Regions from separate parts of the Sus scrofa genome. Here region 2 is linked to region 1. A link is a contact called in public Hi-C data. All regions are on one chromosome and are shown on one strand. Each heading gives the region's core, a stretch centred on a gene start, on an enhancer-like site or on the middle of the called end of the contact. The rest is flanking DNA. Distances are from core to core; before and after follow the strand shown.

Region 1 (5,486 bases), core at 1,087-3,586:
TCAGATTTGTTTCCACTGCGCCACAAAGGGAACTCCCCACAGCGTAATTTCTGACTGAACTATTTTATTTCTCTCCAAAAATGGACAGTGCATTGCACAGTGATTTAGTAGCAAAACCAACAGGCTCAGTCACTAGTTAGATGACCTTGGGCCACTTGATCTCACCAATTTAAAAAGGAAGAATCTATCATGAAGGGACATGGTTGGAAGGGTTCAGTCAGATCAAGTATGTAAATTATAGTTCAGTGCCTGCTTAATAAATAATAAACAGTAAGTTGTAAGCTTGTATTTTGGTATTAATTTAGTATCTTCTTAAAAATTCCTTGAATAAAAATATTCATTCACTATAATAAAACATAGACTAGGCTACATATTACCTCACAGCAAGAGAGCTTTAGCATCCTGATGAAAAGGACATTATTTGGCCAACATCATAACTGATCTTATAAAAGAAGGTAAAGAAACACAAGGGAATGAGATCAGGAGATGGGTGGGAGCAGGAGCAGGATTAAATAGAGTGGTCATGGTGGGCTTCTTTGAGAAAACCAGATTTTGAGCAGAAATTTGAAGGAAGGGATGGAGTTAGCCATGGAAATGAGACAAGCCTGAGGGCGGGAGGATGAGGATGATAGGAAATCAGATAATGGAGCCTGGAGAAAACTGGAATTTTCAGAGCCCTGTGGAACACTGGAAGAAGTCAGGCTTTACTCCAAGTAAGGTGGGTGCTCTTGCAGGGAATAGAGAAGTGCCATCATCTGACTTATCCTTTTAAAGGATCTATCTGGTTGCTGGGTTGAAAACAAAAAGGAGGATAAGGATAGAAGGAGGTGACTATCGAGAGGTGACTGTGGTGATCAAGGCAAGAGATGATGGTACTAGAACCAGGGTGGTTGCCATTAGAAGGTGAGAGGGGGTCGGAGACTGTATTTGGAAGTTAAGCCAATAGGATTTCCTGTTAGGCTGAATGTGGGATGTGAGAAAAAGAGAAGACTCAGGGTGACTCCAAGGAGTTTATTCTGTGCAAATGAAAGCATTTTGAGCTGTCATCGGTGGCAATGGGGAAAGCTAGACTGAAACTAATTTTGAGATGTGTATGAGGTAGACATTTTGGTAGAAATACTGAGGCTGTAGCTGGATATGCAAGGTTGGAATCAGGAGAAAAATTGGAGCTGGAGATAAGAGAAAGACTGTGTTCCTTTTACATTCAGAGATCAGGGGGTAAAGGGAAGAACCAGCCACAGGGGCTGAAAAAGAGCCTTCTTTGAAAACAAGAGGGAAGAGTTCAGGGCCCGGGAAGGAGAGGAAGTTTACAAGGAGTGATCAGCTGTGTCCCAGTTGAGGACTGAGAAGTTACCACTGGATTTAGCAACCTAAAGGTCATTCCTGACTGACAAGAGCATTTTCAGTGATGAGGAAAAGTTTTTCATGGAGTCATTTGAGAGCAAGCAGCATGCCATATTTACAACCCCAGACACAGGAACAGAATTGTCATTGGTGACATGATTTTCCAGAGTGGTGAATAATTTTTAATAAAATTCCATACCAAACAAAGTGGAACATTCCCTCAGCATACACAGTAATTGCATTTCTGGAAATTTCAGTGTATAATAAAATCTTTGTTTCAGTGTATAAAAAATAGCTTGTGTTTGCAGATTATTATTAAACAAGTTTTTCATACACATGAATGTCCACTGGGGCATCTGAAAGTTGGATGGGGTAAAAGACGATTCTTTGATGTGTAGAACTGTGCCACCTATGATAGGATATTCAGCACACTTTCCCACCCAACCAGAAAATGTCAGCCCTACCCCCAGTCATTGTGACACCCACAAATATCCAAACTGTTCCCTTAGGAGATAGTCCACTGGTGTAGAGTACCACTGTTCTGGATCTAGAGAGTCGCTATTATGGCTCCAGTGGGAAACAGATGGCAAGCCCACATGGGTAATTGAGAGTTTAGTAAAAGGACTATTTACAGATGGATAGAGTTTGGGGAAACTCCAGAAATAGTGAAGTACATTAGGGCTTCCAGCCTGGAAGCCGTTAGCACATCTAAATCTGAAGGAGCAAGAGGAGGAAGAAATTACCAGAGCACAGCAAGATCTACATCTTGGAGGAAAGAGGACCCCAAAAGAGGTGTGGCCGGAAGTTCCCTTGTGGTGCAGCGGGTTAAGGTCACAGCTGCAGAGAGGGTTGGATGCCTGCCCTGGGAACTTCCACATGCCCCATGTGGCAGAAAAAAAAAAAAAAAAGACAGAAGTGTAGCCTTCACGAAGGGAATGCAGCCTCTGCCATCCAGTGGCCCAATAAGAGGAATGCTACAGTAGAAAAATACTGACCTCTTTCCTATTCTCTGTCCTTCTGCCAGTGCCTCACTGGCTCAGCTGAAGCCAGAGAGCCAGCAGAACCTGGAGGATGCAGTCAGAAGGGTCAGCCTCCTGGGCCCAGAGCAGTGAAGAGGCTGGCCAGTGGATTGGGGGGCAGCAGGAGCAAATGGGGAAGACCTGGACGGTTATTTTGTTTTCTTAGCCGTGCTAGAGTAATTCCTATTTGGCCATTTAACAAGGGAATACAATATTTTGTTGGTTCCAGACATTTATTTTATAGCATACTCTAATATTTGTTGTTGTTTAAAGGCTCTGGGAATCAGGGGATATATTCATTCTTTGATGTCTTATCAAATGTTTACATTCCATTATATCAGGGTGTTTACCCAAAATTATTTTTTGTTACTCTGCTTCCAACAGATCAAGCCTAATAAAGAATGACTGTGTTAATAGAGTGTGTGAACATTTTTATTTCCCTCTAAAACAATGAGAACCAAAGACATGTAAATGAAAAGAGCTGTGACACATTTGCTCTCACCTGTCTGGCCATGTCCAAAGCAGAAAATAGGAAAAATAAAGAAAAAGAGAGCAGAAGCATAAAAGGAGCACAGTATTGTAATCATCACCAGGATGAACATAGAGCTGTTGCAGAGCACGACATGTGATGAAGGCCGGCTGACCAACCCATAAAACAAGCTTAATGTTAGGATTATAAGAAAATATAGTGAGAAAAGAAAACTTTGAGCCACATGCACACATGCATTTAAATTTGCTCAGTGGCTTAGGAAATCCCTGAGGGAATGTTTTATATAAACCCTTGTCTTTAAAATATATATTAGATTCACACATATGCATACACACTCACACATATATCCATTTTATATTAAGAATGCTGTATACTCTTGACATCATGAGTCCTCAGGGCAATATGTTCATACCATATTTTCATTTATAATGTTAAAAATAAAAAAGGAGGAAAGGAATTAAAACTATGATTATCTAGTTAGTGCAAGCAGAAAAATTAGCAGGAGTCAGATTAAATTGCCAAAATGAAACCAAAAAATCAATAATTGGGACCTGAATTACTCCAATTAGACATCCACATGGCCTCAGTTCACTAAATATTTGCCACTTCTCTCGTTGGATATATAGGTGTTGCCATTTGTCACTGTCAGCATATCCCAAAATGTGAAGTGTAACATATATTCTGAACTATCATTGTAAAATATGAATTATTGAATGATACATGCTCTGTTCAATCCTGTTTTTTGAAATGTCTATTATCTTTAGAGTTACTTTCAAAAGACAGACTTTATAATAATTAAAGTATATGTGCTATTCACACGCATGGAGATGATTTTATATCATTAAACTTCTGCATAAATATACTTCAATAAGCAATTAAACCAAAGGCTCTGGTTTGCATTTTAATCCTTTTTCTCTGTGAAGTCATCACAATCATGTACCTTTGATCTTGCAGTCATTTCTGGCACCAGATCCAGATACCAAAAATGAACAATTACTACTTAATAGAATGAAATTCAAAGACAATGGAGTCTAATAAAATGGGGCTTTGTTTTAAACAAAAGTGAAACGTTTTCTAATAATTGCAGAGAAAGAGTTCTAAGCACATTAAAGAAATCAATTTATGATCCGAACATCTTCAGAGCTCTTAATGGTCTTCTAGACACCAAGCAGTTTGGAATTTGAAATTTTTCTTGGTAAAGGCAATGCTACCTGTACTTTAAGGGCTTTTCTTTCTATGCTTTTCTTTTACTCATGCTTTTTTTTTTTTTTTCCTGCTCCTTCAGGCTGTTCCACCTCCCAACTTTGAGATGCCAGTCTCCATCCCAGTGTCCAGCCACAACAGTTTGGTATACAGCAACCCTGTCAGCTCACTGGGAAACCCCAACCTTTTGCCACTGGCCCACCCGTCTCTGCAGAGGAATAGTATGTCTCCTGGTGTAACACATCGACCTCCAAGTGCAGGTAACACAGGTATGTTCTTGTAAGAGCGTGATTCTAACAAATCATTGGAAGGAGCCACTCTTAGCAAAAAGGCTCTTCTCCCTACAGAATATTCAGTTTTTCAATTTTTCCGTTTTCCATTTGTTATATTTTTTCATTGCTCAGTACCCATCCAACTAGTCTTCCACATGATAAAACCTAACCCTGTTAGCATATCTTTCAAAATCTTTCATAATCTGCAGTTCATCTGTTCAGCCTATCTGTCACCAATTTCCTCAAGTGGCTACATTTTAACCAAATGCTTTTTCCAACAGAACATCAAATATCCTGTCTCCATGCTTTGAATTCTGCCTAAAATGCCATTTTCCCTCTTGCTCCTAACCAGATATCAACTCCTCTGTGAAACCTGCCCCTGTGTTCTCTGATAGCATTTTTTTTTTTTTGGTCTTTTGTCTTTTGTCTTTTTAGGGCTGCACCCGTGGCATATGGAAGCTCCCAGGCTAGGGGTCTATTCGGAGCTGTAGGCACTGGCCTACACCACAGCCACAGCAACACCAGATCCAAGCAGTGTCTACAACCTACACCACAGCTCACGGCAACACCGGATCCTTAACCCCCTGAGCAAGGCCAGGGATCAAACCAGCAACCTCATGGTTCCTAGTCAGAATGATTTCCGCTGCACCACGACGGGAACTCCTCTGATAGCATTTTTATCTCATTTAGTTGTTTCCTATTTGGATCAATATTTATTTATTTATTTATTTGTTTATACAATACCTTATGGCACAAACCATTACGGCAGAAAGGAAATGTGATGGGATAGCATAGTTTATAAGAAACCTGAGTTTAAAAGCAAAACTAAGTCAGAAATGAAGTTAAAAGCACATGATAAGGACAAAGACACCTGCCACAAATTTTGGTCTGCACCTCTAGGAGCTTCTTATGGTTGTACAGTTCACAGTGTCCCAGAAAAGAGAAATTATCACTCAGGAGAGATTCAGTCATTCTTAGTACTTAGATCAAGCAAAATACAATATGATGTACTATATTGAGTATGTGTTCATTTCCCCACTGCACATAAAGAACCTTGAAGGGAAAGATGTCCTCTTGATTGTTATGGCTCACAGTAGAAACCAAGTAAATTTGTGTTGAATATAACTAAACAATTCCTTCATATTTCTCAAAGAAGCA
Region 2 (5,486 bases), core at 2,048-4,547, 650 kb before region 1:
CACAATTCTTTTAAATTTCTTTTGCTTATGATGACATTAACAGGTTGTTTCTCAGTAAGCAGATTCATACAGAGGAGCAGGATTCTAACTGAGAAAAGCCCTCGAGATTAACATTTGAGCAGGGAAAAGAAAGAAGCAAAGGGAGAAGTTGTGCATCACAGGCCTCATGTCATCCTTGGTTGACCCTGCTCAGAGCTCTTCACTCTTCCTCTACGTTGAGCCCAAAATGGCTAACCATCCCTCACGCATGGAATGTTGGTCTCTATGGCCTTGGAAGAGGCAGCTCTGCCCAGCTAAGGCAGTTTCTTGGTGGGGCTAACAGCTCCAAGTTATCTGATAATAGCATGCCCAGTATCAGGACAACAAGGTCTTCCTATAAGGATGAATCGGCTAAACCATCCTGGTTTGGGCAAAATGTCTGCCATATACTCTATCATGTTATTTAGACAAGTGGTATAATTTCAGAGGAAACCTTCTAGGGAAGTTTTGTGAACCATTTTTTTTCCCCAATCCTCTCTCCCACCTGATTTCATCAGGTTAATTCATAATTGTCCTTGAGACAAAATGTCTGTATCACCTCCTTCAGGAAGCTTTCATCACCCAAATAGATGTGTGTGTCTTAACTTCTACTAAATTTCGTTTTGGAATTATCTTTTAACGTGTCAATTTCCCTCAAAAAAAGGAGAACTATATTAGAGCAGGGATTGTGTCTTAAGTATTTTTGTATCCTGTCTACCACATAATCTGCATTGTAATTGTTGCTCATTTAAATATTTACTGAATGAATGAATGAATTTTTGTTTCATTGGCTCCATCATCTTAATCCCTCCTAATCCTTCCCACAGAGCAGAATTAATAAAAAATGGTCTCCTTACTACAATTCGCAAGTTCTGTTTAAAAAATTAAAAAAAGAGTGTCTTTATCACCAGTGTATCTTGAGGGCCTGGCTTTAAAAAGCTTAATAGTCATTGAGTGGATGAGTATTAATTTAATAGATATGGAAGTGACAATGATGTAATCTGTATATAAGGAAGTATATGATTTTGATATTTGTTGTACTTGGTATTGGAGGCTTTAGTAAATCTCAGAGAGGACTCAAGCTCAAAATTGTAATACTATTAAGTAATAAAGCATTTATTACTTTACAGAACATTTGTCACAAATTGTACCATATAATGCTTTTTTTTTCCCCCTATTGCTATATCTGTGGCATGTGGAAGTTCCCAGACCAGTGACTGAATCCAGGCTGCAGCTGGGACCTACACTTCAGCTCTGGCAATGCCAGATCCTTAACCCACTGTGCCACAGAGGGAACTCCCATATAATACTTTTGTTGATGTTTATTTAGAAATGCCTGATTCCTTTTTGTAGTCACAAACAGTGCCTACATTCATATAGACAACAAACATGTTTTGATAGCCTGAAATTTGTGTAGTTTAAGAGTAATATGTCACTGGACCCTAGTAATTGTATGTAGCATGTATTATTGTCATCCTTATTTGCCTCAGGGATTTTAGAAAGTTACCCCATGCTCACATCCAAGGGGCAAAACTGAAATGTAAACTGATTTATCACATTTCAAAAAGATAAACTTTAATACCACCACCAATCATCAATGCTTTTGAAATCTACAGGTATGCATAGATTTTTTTGTGATTGGCACATAATTTTATCTTCAGGATTTGTAAGGAGTAAGGCACTAATTAAAAAAAAAATACAAGAACTTGGAGTTCCCATTGTGGCTCAGCGGAAACAAATCTGACTAGTATTCATAGGTTTGATCCCTGGCCTTGCTCAGTGGGCTAAGGATCCAGTGTTGCCTTGAGCTGTGGTGTAGGTTGCAGATGAGGCTCAGATCCCTGAGTTGCTATGGCTGTGGTGTAGGCCAGCAGCTACAGTTCTGATTTGACCCCTAGCTTGGGAACCTCCATATGGCATGGGTGGCCTTAAAAAGATGACAAAAAAAAAATGCAAGAACTGGTTGTTATGTGTTGTAAGAAAGACATACTGCACATTGCATTTTCCAAAAATGGCTACAACTGCAGTTTCCAATCTCACATGCTCCGATGAGGGGTAACCTTACTACTTCCCATCAAGTTATGGAGAGTCTTCTCCTTCCTGTGGAATCTGGGCTGGCCTTAGTGACTCCTAAATCCAGTAACATGAGATTGGAAGGATACTTCATGACTTCTAAGACTGGATCAGGGAGGCTTGCAGCTTCTACCTTGGCCTCTTAGACCACTCATCCTCTGGCTGTTCCAATTGCTCTCTTTTGCATGTATATGTGTGTGTGTGTGTGTGTGTGTGTGTGTGTGTGTGTGTGTGTGGCTATAAGTGTATGTAAAAATATATGTGAATAACCTTACAAACCATAGCACTTAATTTATCTCCATCTCCATATCAAGAATTTCATAAAACACTGAAATAAGTATTAAAGGACTAGTAATATTCAGCATATATCTATTAAGATTCTTTGTAAAGTGAATGGAACATTTGTTTATATCAGTATTTTCTTTAATATTGTATTGCCTAGTGCAAAGCACAATAATATCTTTAATTATATGTTTCTTCAAATGGTAAGATCAATCATTAATTAAATGTCATTCACCTTTGCTTTAAATGGCTTCTTGGCTCTGAACACATGCTAAAATGAAGTTTTTGACGCTTCTATTTCTATTTTTCTTTTACTACAAAGAAGTCAGACTAATAGGAACCTTTAGCTGATGGGAAATAAGTCAAGCCCTGGAGGTAGTTAACATTCAAATTAAAATAACAATTTGGCAATTGATCTGCCATTAGGAAAAAAAAAAATAGACAGGCAAAAACCCAGGGCCTAGAAACAAATTTGTCTTTCTTAAATGCTCAGTTTCAAGTGTGTCTGGTTTCTAGCCCAGTTTGTATCAAAAGGGATCAATTTTTCCCCCTTTTCCCTGTTCTACTTTTGCACTGGTATTGTCTGAATCCCAGAGTGAGCAGCAATACATCATCTTGCTTCAACATCTGCTAGAGCCCCCTCTCCTCCTAATCTGCCCAGATCCCCAAAGCCTTTTCCACCTGCTATAGAGCCAAATGCTCATTATAGCACACAGCTACGCCCTTCAATGTCCTTCCTCCCAGATCCTCAAGGTTAACGTGGAACAATGACTATTATTAAGTGGGGGCTTTAGGAATAGAAAAGCAGACCAGGCAAGGAGAAAGGGGGAGGGGCTGTGGAAGCACTGGGTAGGATGCCAGGAGAGCTGGCAGGAAAGAGCTGCTAGAAAGCTGTGGCCAATTTTCCAGTCGAAACATGAGTCACTGAACAGAGATGCCCTAGAAATAAATAGCTTCCCTGTTCATTACCCGGTACAAGCAGAGACCACACCCTCCAGTGGTTTTCTGTTAGGGCACTTTGGGTTATGGCTTTGAGCAGCTAGTGGAGACAGTGAGATAAAAATGGCCAGTTTTGAGGAGGCTGGCACATCTAGAAGTTGTGTTTACTGCTTAGCCAACTGTAAATTGTAAGCAATTGGAAGTTGTTCTGCCCCCTCTTCTTTTTTTTTCTTCAAACTACCAACCTGTTCCTTCTGCTTGCATCGTCAGACCAGCCACCAATGGAAAGTTTGAAGCTTATTGGATTAGGCTGCTTAGAAAACAGAGAAAGTCAGAAATCTGAGACTCTGCATTCATCTGTATATATTATCATGAGACCTTAAAAAATACAGAAAGGAATCTAATCGGCTCGTGGTGGCGGGAGGAGAGGCCACTTTAAGTTTCCTGCCTTCAGCAGCTGTGTACCTCACTCCCAGATGCCATGCTTGGTGCAATTTCCTTTTAGTTTTTTAGGAGATATTTTAAGAAGTTTAAGTGCTGTTTACTCAGTGACATTCATAGGGATGATCTTGATAAACCACATGAATGCTGGCTGGCCTCTGGCAGGCATGGCCAGCTCTGCCCTAGACATACTCTCCTGTTAATGGACCTTTGGGCAACGTCTCCAGTCAGGATCAACTCACTCTTGTTGCCCTTCAGTTCCTGGAAAAAGTAGAAAACCACAGATTTCCACAAGGGCTACCTAGTAAAATTCTCTTGCCTCCACAATCCTGAGCCCCAAGGAAGTGTGTCACTATCCTATAGCCACGCAATGTGCTGATCTAAATCAGGCACAAGCCACCCAGTTCTATGACTGCTCCCGCCAAGAGACTGGAGGGGTTGAATGAGCTCTCATTAATAAAAACAGTTTAGTGTAAAACTGCCTGGGATCCATGGAGTAGGTGTTTCTGACTTGCTCTAGGAAATGACAGAGCACCTAAACTGTCAGACTTACACTTAGAAGATGATTATACTTCCTTTTTCTTTTTCTTTTTCTTTTTAAATTAAGTTTGAAAGTTACCACTCATTTTGGAGAGACAGCTTTAAAAAAAAACTAATCAGAAAGAACAAAGATACTGTGAGGGTTAAAAATTCCTCATTTTCACTTGGATTAATCAAGACACTAGATCTTCATTGTGGGTTCCGCAGGATAGAAGAGTAACCAGAGGTGAATGAGATGATGGGCATGTCAGAAAAATAAGTTTTCAACAGCTTTCTTGAGATATCAATGGCATAAAAATTGTACATATTTAAGGTGTACAAATTGATGTTTTGATATACATATACATAGTGAAATGAGCATTACAATCAAGCTAATTAACATGTCCATCACCTCTTGTGTGGGTGTGGTAAGAAGACTTCATTTAAAATCTATCTTCTTAGCCAATTTCACTGTATAATATAGTATTGTTAACTGTAATCACCATGCTGTAGAGTGGACCTTTTTCATCTTGCACAACTCAGACTATGTACCCTTTGCTGACACCACCCCCTTTTCCCTCCCCATAGGACCTTGGCAATCACTGTCTTACCCTGTTTCTATGAGTTTGACTATTTTAGATTTTGTACATAGAAGATTTGTCTTTCTATGTCTTGCTCATTTCACCTGGCACAATGTTTTCCAGCTTAATCCATGTTGAAAATGACAGGATTCCAGAATTTCATTCTTTTTAAAAACTAAATAGTATTTCAGTGTGTGTAAATGTGTGTGTGTGTATTTATACATATATTTATATATATCACAGTTTCTTTATCCATACATCCAATGAAGGACATTTTGACATTTATGTTGTTTCCATATGTTGGATATTGTGAATAATGCTGCAATGAACATAATTTAGAAAGTGTAAAATCTAAACCTTATCCTAGACATTATATATATTTATTACCTTCTACCCCTACTGCTTTACAGTCTCCAATTCAAGACTTAGAGGTAGTGAGTAAATACTAGTATGAAATATTTTAGGTAAGTGTAGTTTCATATAGAAGTAAAAAAAAAAAAATAGGGAAATATTTTTATTTAGGGAACTCTTACAAAGCATCGGATGCTATAGAAGCATGATCCTAGCTCTTTCGTTGGCTTAAGGAATAGTCTTAAGTAAGTTTTATTTTCCCTCCCTGGCTCTTTTTTTTTG

Evidence for each region. Hi-C and Micro-C count contacts between places; a contact is called where the count stands out from the background.
Region 2: a contact with region 1 is called in a Hi-C map of skeletal muscle, with 3 times the contacts expected there. The contact joins two enhancer-like sites. A contact is called at or near these places in 5 of 47 Hi-C or Micro-C datasets (embryonic fibroblasts, fetal skeletal muscle, heart right ventricle and 1 more).

What each region holds. Positions count from the first base shown.
Region 1 is chr2:96,154,546-96,160,031 of Sscrofa11.1, reverse strand. MEF2C (myocyte enhancer factor 2C) reads left to right here. Exons shown (of 9, transcript NM_001044540.1): 4 at 4,139-4,325. Among named protein-coding and RNA genes, the nearest start is that of MEF2C, 60 kb to the left of the region's middle. Within about 2 kb of position 2,336, at least 7 of the 83 cell types and tissues checked have an H3K27ac peak or open chromatin away from gene starts, as enhancers often do. A contact at or near this core is called in skeletal muscle, where this site is marked.
Region 2 is chr2:96,805,567-96,811,052 of Sscrofa11.1, reverse strand. The region is part of intron 4 of LOC110259422 (a long non-coding RNA gene); the gene reads left to right. Among named protein-coding and RNA genes, the nearest start is that of MEF2C, 590 kb to the right of the region's middle. Within about 2 kb of position 3,297, at least 16 of the 83 cell types and tissues checked have an H3K27ac peak or open chromatin away from gene starts, as enhancers often do. A contact at or near this core is called in skeletal muscle, where this site is marked.